2 separate regions of the Hordeum vulgare genome follow, and region 1 is linked to region 2. A link is a contact called in public Hi-C data. All regions are on one chromosome and are shown on one strand. The core of a region is the stretch at or near the end of the contact, and the rest is flanking DNA. Distances in the headings are between cores, read along the strand shown.

Region 1 (4,617 bases), core at 1,366-3,865, 360 kb after region 2:
GCCGTCCAGCAGATCTGCCTCCACATGCACGATCCGCGTGAGTGTCACCTCGGGTTGATCAAGTGTGTGCTTCGGTACGTGCGTGGCACGCCCGCTCTCGGCCTCCACCTTCGCGCCTCACGCGACCTTGACCTACGAGCGTTCACGTATGCCGACTGGGCAGGCTGCCCTGACACTCGCCGTTCCACCTCCGGCTTCTGCGTCTACCTCGACGACGCGCTCGTCTTCGTCTCCTGGTCGTCGAAGCGCCAGGCCGTCGTTTCCCGCTCCAGCGCCGAGGCCGAGTACCGTGGCGTCGCCAATGCAGTTGCTGAGTGTGTCTGGCTCCGACAGCTCCTCGGCGAGCTGCTCTCCCCCGTCGCTAAGGCCGCTCTGGTTTACTGCGACAACGCCTCCGCTGTCTACTTGTCGGCCAACCCTGTTCACCACCGCCGGACCAAGCACGTCGAGTTGGACATCCTCTTCGTGCGTGAACGGGTTGCTCTCGACGAGTTCCGCGTTCTCCACATCCCCACTCGACGGCAGCTCGCCAACATCATGACGAAAGGGCTCTCCTCCGAGGTTTTCTCTGACTTCCGGTCTAGTCTTTGCGTCGCCCCCGCCGACATCACGACTGCGCGCGCGCGCGGGGGGGGGGGGGGGGGGGGGGGGTTAGGATACGTAGCTCTATACCGTATGTACCCCTGTATAGCCACCATACGGTATAGCCAGATCGTGTCCCCGTCACTGTGAGAGTGGTGGAGCAGATGGTGTGTTAGTGCAAGTAGTGGTGCATGCATGATCTAGCTCAGCGTCTGTCAACTGTATATAACCCACAGCCTTCAGCTTAATCAAATGCGTTGAACCTCATTCTTCTCTCTCTCGCTAAACAGTAGCTGATGACAAATGCTAAGATTAAAGAAATGTAGTCACTAGTAGATATCTTTTTAGAGCAAAGCAGCTGTTGGCAAATGCTATGTAAGTGAGCATGTGACAAGTGGCAGTGAAGTAGATTGAATATACGAGATCAAGAGAAAATTGGAATGCATACATGATCCGATGACCACAAAGATGAAGAATCCAAGAACTATAGGTCCAACAGGATAGTCATTCCCCTTCTTCACAGTGGTTTCAGGCACTGAACCCCTCTTGGTGATGTTCTTCTGGAACTTTGCCGTCTTCCTGTCAGCAAGGCGCCTGGAAGTGGTCTGCCATACAGAAAGAGAAAGGCCACAGTTGAGCAAAAAAAGGTACATTGAGCAATATAAAAAAGCACTCAAACTGCTAACTCCTTCACATATATGAGGGTCGAAACTATTGATAGCAAAACCATCAGTAGATTAGCCAGTTACATGCAGTTGTCAGTTAACCCTCCAGCCAACAATAGTGAGTCACCAATACTTTTTTCCTTCCTAGTCAGCAGTTTACTAACCAACTGACAACCCACGACAGTGCCACCATTACATCACAGCATCATTATCCATCCTAAATCATTGTTTGTTTCTAGTCCATAGAAACTCTAACTACCTTTCTGTGGTGGCATCAATATTTCATTAACGAGATAAAGTGCATCCTAAATCACTGTATGTTTCTAGTCCATAGAAACACTCTGGTGGCATCAATATTTCATTACCGAGAAAAAGTACATCCTTTTCCCCAAATGTACACACTACTATGAAACAACAATAACCGGAGCTAAAGAGTAGACAGCATAAGGAAGGTAAGCAGCTGCCCCAAGAGGGGTACAAAAACTAAACATGACAATGTTTACATGATATTTTGAGCAAATTTTGCATTCACCACCTATGTTTGGCAGGATGAAAGATAAACAGTTCTCCACCCGCAACATCCTACAGAGGTTTTGGTGTACACTAGAGAATTACATCACAAACAATCTGAACATGAACAAGTGCACCACTCAATGCAATTTATCACGTCGCACTGAGATTTCTACCCACACTCTTGATTCCACCACACAATCAGTACGAATTCTGATGGCAATAACAAATACAAAAATAACATTTCTATGTGAATAGTCATCACCAATTCATGAGTACTAATTATTCTCCAAGACAGAATAAAGCGTGGCAAATCATCCAGTATCCCCATTATGAAGACTTGACGGAGAGCATATAAATATCTAATTTCCGGTACCATTCAACTCAAATAATCTTCCGGTATCTACGGATTCCTGATCCACCTCACCGCGAGAAATAAAACTACAGCATCCGATTCCCGTAAAAGGCTCGATGCTCACGGTAAATCCAACGATCCAAGCACTGCCAGAGCAGAACTGCACGAAACCAACGTATCACGCGGATACAGGAAAATGATAGAAGCTATTTCTTCCGACCAAGCGCAAACATCAGGACCAAATCAGAATCGAGAACACGAAGGGCTCGTATCCAAAGGTGTCAACGCAAGGATGCCATCTAGATCCGGATCTGCTCCTAACCGACCAGGACCAATCCGTACCTAGAAGGGGAGCATCCCTTTCAATCTAGGTGGAGAAGTCTAGATCCGCTTACCATCTTGGCTTTGGGCGGTGTCCGGTAAGCTCGCCGGCAAGGAATGGGAGCTGGTGCAGCCGGTGGGTAGCTTGGGCTTGATGTTGTGATTTGGCCATTTTGAGGCGACACGAGGGCTTTATAGGAAAGCGAGTGGCTTCTAGGCTCTGTCCCGGGAACTCCTATACGGCGCTGCAGGCGCCGGTTTGCCCTCCTGGCGCCTGCAGCGCACCATGTTGGGCCGGCCCATCAAATAGTTCGGCGACCCTGCACGCCCTGAAAAGATTCATTGATTTTTGAAAAAATAAAGTACATCGATTTTGCAAAAAAAGTACTTCAAAAGGGAAAAATGTTGACAAACTTTAAATTTAATAATAATCGAATTTTGAAAATGTTTATAACTTTTGACAAAGGTTCATTATCTTTTATAAAAACTTCAGTGATTTATGTTCATCAAATTTATAAAAAAAAATAGGTTTTCAAAAAAAGTTCAACTAATTTGAAAAAAGTTGATCGTAGTTTTCAAAAAAACAAAAAAAAGTTCATCAAATTTGAAAAAATTTAATCGGTTTTAAAAAAAATAACAAATTTAAAAATAGTTCATCAAAATTTTAGAAAAATTTCATCGAATTTTAAATAAATCATCAAAATTTATAAAAAGTTCACCGAATTAAAAAAGAGATCATTAATTTTGAAAAAAAAGTTCATCATATTTTAAAAAAAGTTCATTTAATGTGAAAAAAGTTCATCAAATTTTAAAAATAGTTCATCGAATTAAAACAAATTCATTCAATTTCAGAAAGAAAAAAATCATCAAAATTCTAAAAACTTTAATTTAATATGAAAAAAGTTCATCAATTTTGACAAAAGTTTGGTGAATTTGAAAAGAAAATCATCAATTTGAAGGAAAAGTTCTTGAACTATAAAAAAATCTTTGAGCCATAAAGGAAAAAAAGGAAAAGTAGAAGATAAAAAGAAAAACAGAAGCAAAAAACGAAAAACAGAAGAAAAAAACGAAAAGTAGAAGAAAAAAACAAAAAACATAAGCAAAAAACCAAAACCAAAAAAAAGGGCAAAAGAAAATTATTAATCACATAGCGTTCAGTGGCGTGGTGGTTAGTGCGTGTTAATCACTGCTGAAGTCCAGAGTTCGATTCGCCACGACGCCAAGCCCTTTTTTATGTAGAAGGGAAAGAAAAAAATACTGAAATGGGCCGGCCCGGCGCGGGTCGCTGCACGCGCCCGTTAGCAGAATTGCACTGTAACGGGCGCGTGTGGCGCCAAGTAGGAATTCTGCTCTATCCCAGCCTGCCTTTGCGTGGAAGGCGTGGGCAGCATGGACCACACGGGCCGGTCGGGTCATCACCGGCCGCACCCCCTTTGAGATGATTTTTTTTGTCTTTTGAGGAAAAAAAATAGTACCTCCTTCGTTCTATATTAATCTCTTGTATTTTGACCGAATACTTCGGAGAGTCGGCAGAAAATGAAATATATACAGGTTCTGCTTGAAAATCTGCTTGACCAATAAGAGCTAATATGGCTCCAACGCGGTCCAACTCGCTGCTGCATGGAGACCGAAACACTGCTTATTTTCATAGAGGAGTCTCTACTCGTAAGAGGCGCAGCTGCATTAAGAAGCTGCTCGACGATACCGGTGGGTGGAAGGAAAGCGAAGATGACATCAGTTCCATCATCTCCACTTATTTTTCAGACCTGTTTACAGCACAGGTCCATTTGCCGGATGAGAATGTGTTGTCTAGGGTGCCTAGACGTGTGACAGAGGACATGAATGATGCCCTTATGGCCCCCTATACTCCAAAAGAGGTTAAGAAAGCATTATTCTCCATTGGTGATTTCAAAGCACCCAGACCTGATGGTTTACATGTAGTTTTTTACAAGAGATTTTGGCCAATGTTGGGGATGATTTGGTTAGGGAAGTGCTCCAGGCTATTAACTCACAAGTAATTCCACCAGCTTGGAATGATACTAGTATTGTTATGATCCCCAAGATCAACACGCCTCAGACTGTTAAACAGTTCAGGCCTATTAGCTTGTGCAATGTGGTATATAAAGTTATCTCCAAGATGATTGCTACAAGACTGAAAATCTGGTTGCCAGAAATCATTAGCCC
Region 2 (4,311 bases), core at 690-3,189:
CCACACCATGTAATTCTTGTTAAATAGATATGTATGACCTATAAATGATTTTCGGAAAAATAAATAGCAAATTATAATGCAGCTGCAGTTCAAATTTGACCCGCTTCCTGCTGAATCGACGACAATTTGTCTTTTTCACTAGAGGTGGATAAAAGCTTTTAACACCCGACCATTTTGTCAATTGTACATTAAATATGGCCTAGTATTTTAGAAAAATGATTTGGTACAATTTTGAAAGAAATATATGGTAGGTCATTCACAAAAAAACTCATTTCGGACACTTGAAAAATGGAAAATGAATTTTTCATACAAGAAAAATGAAAACTTCCTTAATCAACATTGTTTTTCAATCCAATATGCACCCTTGTGCATAATATTAGATCGTTTGAACGAACTATGCCATGAATGTGGTCATAAGATTGATCATTTGGCTCAAAAGCCACGAATCTTCACACACGATAGCCAATTTCTGAGAAAACTTTTTTAAAATAATCACTGTATTACAAGTTTATTATTTTTCCTGGTAACTTGGTCACATATTATGACACAACACGAAGGTTTTGCATTTTTTGATTTTTTTAGTTTGTTATGCTCGTTTCAAAATGCGGTCGAAACGGCGGGCTTGACCGTTCATAGCTAGGGGTTCAATCTTGCCAAAACTTTGTTGGAACTCTGATTAAATAGATACTTATTTACCTAAAATGATTTTAGGAAAAAATCATGAGAAAACTATGAGGCACCTCTAGTTCAAATTTGACCCGCTTCCTTCTAAATCGGTGGCAATTTGTCTTTTTCACTAGAGGAGGATAAAAGCTTTTAATATCCAACCAATTTGTCAATTGTACATTAAATATGACCTAGTATTTTATAAAAATGATTTGGTACAATTTTGAAACAAATATATGGTAGGTTCTTCACAAAAAAACTCATTTCGGGCACTTGAAAAATGGAAAATGAATTTTTCATACAAGGAAAATGAAAACTTCCTTAATCAAGATTGTTTCCCATTCCAATATGAACCCTTGTGCATAATATTAGGTCGTTTCAACAAACTATGCCATGAATGTGGTTATAAGATTGATCATTTGGCTCGAAAGCCATGAATCTTCACATACTATAGCCATTTATGAGAACACTTTTTTAAAATAATCACCGTATTACAAGTTTATTATTTTTCCTGGTAACTTGGTCACATATTATGATACAAGGCGAAGGTTTTTCATTTTTTTCATTTTTTTTTGAATTTTTCATGACCATTTCAAAATGCGGTCAAAACGATGGGTATGACCGTTCTTACCTAGTGTTTGAATCTTGGAAATATTTTGATATTTCTCTGATTAAATAGATACTTTTGTATCTATAAATGATTTTTAGAAAAAATAAAAAGAAATCTATAATGAAGCTGCAGTTCAAATTTGACCCGCTTCCAGCTGAATCGACGAAAATTTATCTTTTTCACGAGAGGTGGATAAAAGCTTTTGACATCCAACCATTGGGTTAATTTTATGTTAAATATGGTCTAGTATTTTAGAAAAATGATTTGATCCAATTTTGCAATAAATACATGGTAGGTTCTTCACAAAAAAACTCATTTTAGGCACTCGAAATATGAAAATATTGAATATTTCATTTTAAAAAATTGTAATTAAGGTCTAAAGAATATGAAATTTGACATGGTATTAGTTCATCATTTCTAGAAGGCATGGAAAGATATTTGAGATTTTTTGCTAAATATTAACGTGTTTATTTTATCAAAAGTCATAGGGTAAAAAAACACAATTTTGTTGCCGGTTTCCTATTGGCTAAAACCTCCTCTCCCGGATCGATGACGTGGCAGGGCAGTCAGCCCGAGTCGAGCTGATCTGAGCCGTCAAAGCCAATGATCCAACGGATCCAAACACTGCGCGCCCGTCCTTCACTTTCTAAACGAGAAAAAATGCAAACCCTAACTTGTCCGACTGATTCACCCCCTCCCTCGTCTCGTCTCTCCACCCCGCCTCCGTCTCCTACCCACCGCCGCCACTCCCACCCAAACCCCTCGTCCACCGCCACCATGGACAGGGCCCCGCCGCCCGGCGCTTCTCGCAATGCCGTCGGCCAGCGGTGGCTCACTGTCTTCACCTTCCTGGCCACGCTCTCGGCCGCCGCCTCCGTAATCCACCTCGCGGTGTCCCCGAGCCGCCGCCACCCTAGCCTCGGGGTACCCCCGGCCCCCACAACCGCCTCGCGCCGCTCTGCCTGCTGATGGATCCGGCCACGCCCGCCTCCGATGCCGACGTCTACGTCGAGGCCAACGGGGAGGACGGCGCGGATGACTCGGAGTTCGCGGACGCCCAGGCGGGAGCGGGGGGACCACCGTGCTGCTGGACCTGCGTCGTGGTGCTGCTCGCGGCGGCCTTCGGGGAGCACCTGGCGCCCACCGTGCTGGGCCTAGGCGGGGTCTGGTCCGGCTGCCTCGTGCAGACGCTCGTCATCATGCAGCGCCCGCTGCTGCTGCCGGCGGACCGCGAGAGGGTCGCCGCCACCGCCACCGCCGCCGCGGTCGTTCTGCCGCTGCCGCCCAAGCATAAGTCGGTCGATTCCTGCCTTCTCCCCTTCTTTTGGTTAGGAACCATCAGCGAATCAGGTGGCTTCCCTTCCTTCATTGCTCAGGAATATTCGGGCCTTCCATTAATGCTTTCCCCTTTCCATTTGTCGCCTTCCCTGCAAGATTGGTTGGGTTAGCACCTCTTTTTTTGGTTGATCGGTTCATGTCCGATAAGTTTGGTCCAAGGATTCCGCATTTGTCGGGAACAGTTCATTTCAATTGCTCGATTAACCTGTGCTTGTCTCCTGTGCGGTTCACCACTGATTCTAACCCTGTTACAGCCTCTACAGCCATTTCATTTGTTCTGTTCTATGTTCAGGAATCTACAAGAACAATGGCTATCTGATGGTGTCCTGCAATGGCGGTCTCAACCAGATGCGCGCAGCTGTAAGTACAGCTTGTGACAATCTCAATGCATCTAATCTACTGCGCTGCCTATATTTCTGAGCCATTGCTGATGTCCAAATGCTGAAACTGAACCATGAAAGTTGCACTGTTAAATCAGATATGCGATATGGTGACGGTTGCAAGATACTTTAATGTCATACTCATCGTGCCGGAGTTGGATAAAACTTCATTTTGGGTTGATCCTAGGTCAGCGTTTCTATGTGCAGTCACTGCATTTCTTAACAATTCAGTGAAGGACTGCCTTTGCCTTATCCCTTTTCTGTTGCTTAGCATGCTGATCATGTTTAATTTATGCTTAGCATGCTGCTGCTGTTTGTGCCGATTTAATTTATGCTTAGCATGCTGCTATTTATACTTAAGGATGTAGGCCATAATTTAATTTATACTTAAGGATGTACGCCATAATTTATGCTGCTATTTATACATAATGTAAACTGAAGGCCATAATTTAATTTATGCTTAGCATGCTGCTGCTGTTTGTGCCGATTCAGTAGTAATGATAAATGTGGAAAACTGTAAGGTCTCTCAACTTGGGATGTAGATCATGCTGTTCCATATCGATGTTGTGGGCCGACGCTTAGATACGACAGACAGTACCTGTGCATTGGTGTCCTGGAAACCCCCTTGAAGATAATAACTTACCATTATGTGCTTTGTATAATATAGTGTGTAGTGTCACCACTATCTAGGTACTGGATGGTCTCTTTGCTGATGGGTCCTCACAGTCGTTGTGCAATAGCATGATTGTTTATCGTACATTTGTTTCTTTTCTACATTGTGTGTCTAAATTTTTCACAGTCTACTTTGTTGTCCATCACTTAAAATGCTGGCTGAAAAAACACTGATCCCTGATGTCAAAACATCCTGAAAAAGGGTACGCATGTATTTTGTTTGTAAATTTATCAAAAAAACTGGCATATCTGAAGCATGAATGGAAAAAATTTAGCGCTCTCACAATATTTGTACCCTTTGTATAATGCAAGTTTTGTGCTCCTAAAAGAATTACATTTTAGAGACCTAGATTTGTTTCTTTTGCTCAGGTGCAAAATAATGTTTTCTTTTCCAAGAAAAACTTCCCGAATCTGCATGGGTCAAACATTTCACATGTAATTTTACCTGAATTTTAGGACACTCAAATTATTTTTTTACTATCTACTAAGGAAGCACATGCTCCTGCATTCCATTTTATCTATATTTGTCATTCTTACTTGTTGAATATCTACCGTATGATTACGACTTATGACCCGTTGATGGAGATTCCCTTTTAATTTGCAGGGACTTTATTCATGTTTCTCCTGAGATCGAGGATGAAGAAG

Evidence for each region. Hi-C and Micro-C count contacts between places; a contact is called where the count stands out from the background.
Region 1: a Hi-C map of leaf shows a contact between it and region 2, with 2.2 times the contacts expected there. The contact joins the promoter of LOC123448339 here to the promoter of LOC123448337 in region 2. A contact is called at or near these places in 2 of 6 Hi-C or Micro-C datasets (leaf and seedling).

Annotation. Positions count from the first base shown.
Region 1 is chr4H:178,671,402-178,676,018 of MorexV3_pseudomolecules_assembly, forward strand. LOC123448339 (stress-associated endoplasmic reticulum protein 2-like) reads right to left here and starts at 2,616. Exons shown (of 3, transcript XM_045125178.1): 1 at 2,508-2,616; 2 at 1,031-1,187. The coding sequence starts at 2,510.
Region 2 is chr4H:178,313,921-178,318,231 of MorexV3_pseudomolecules_assembly, forward strand. It overlaps LOC123448337, which reads left to right and starts at 1,940. Exons shown (of 3, transcript XM_045125176.1): 1 at 1,940-2,626; 2 at 2,907-2,974; 3 at 4,271-4,311. The coding sequence starts at 2,245. The coding sequence ends at 4,294.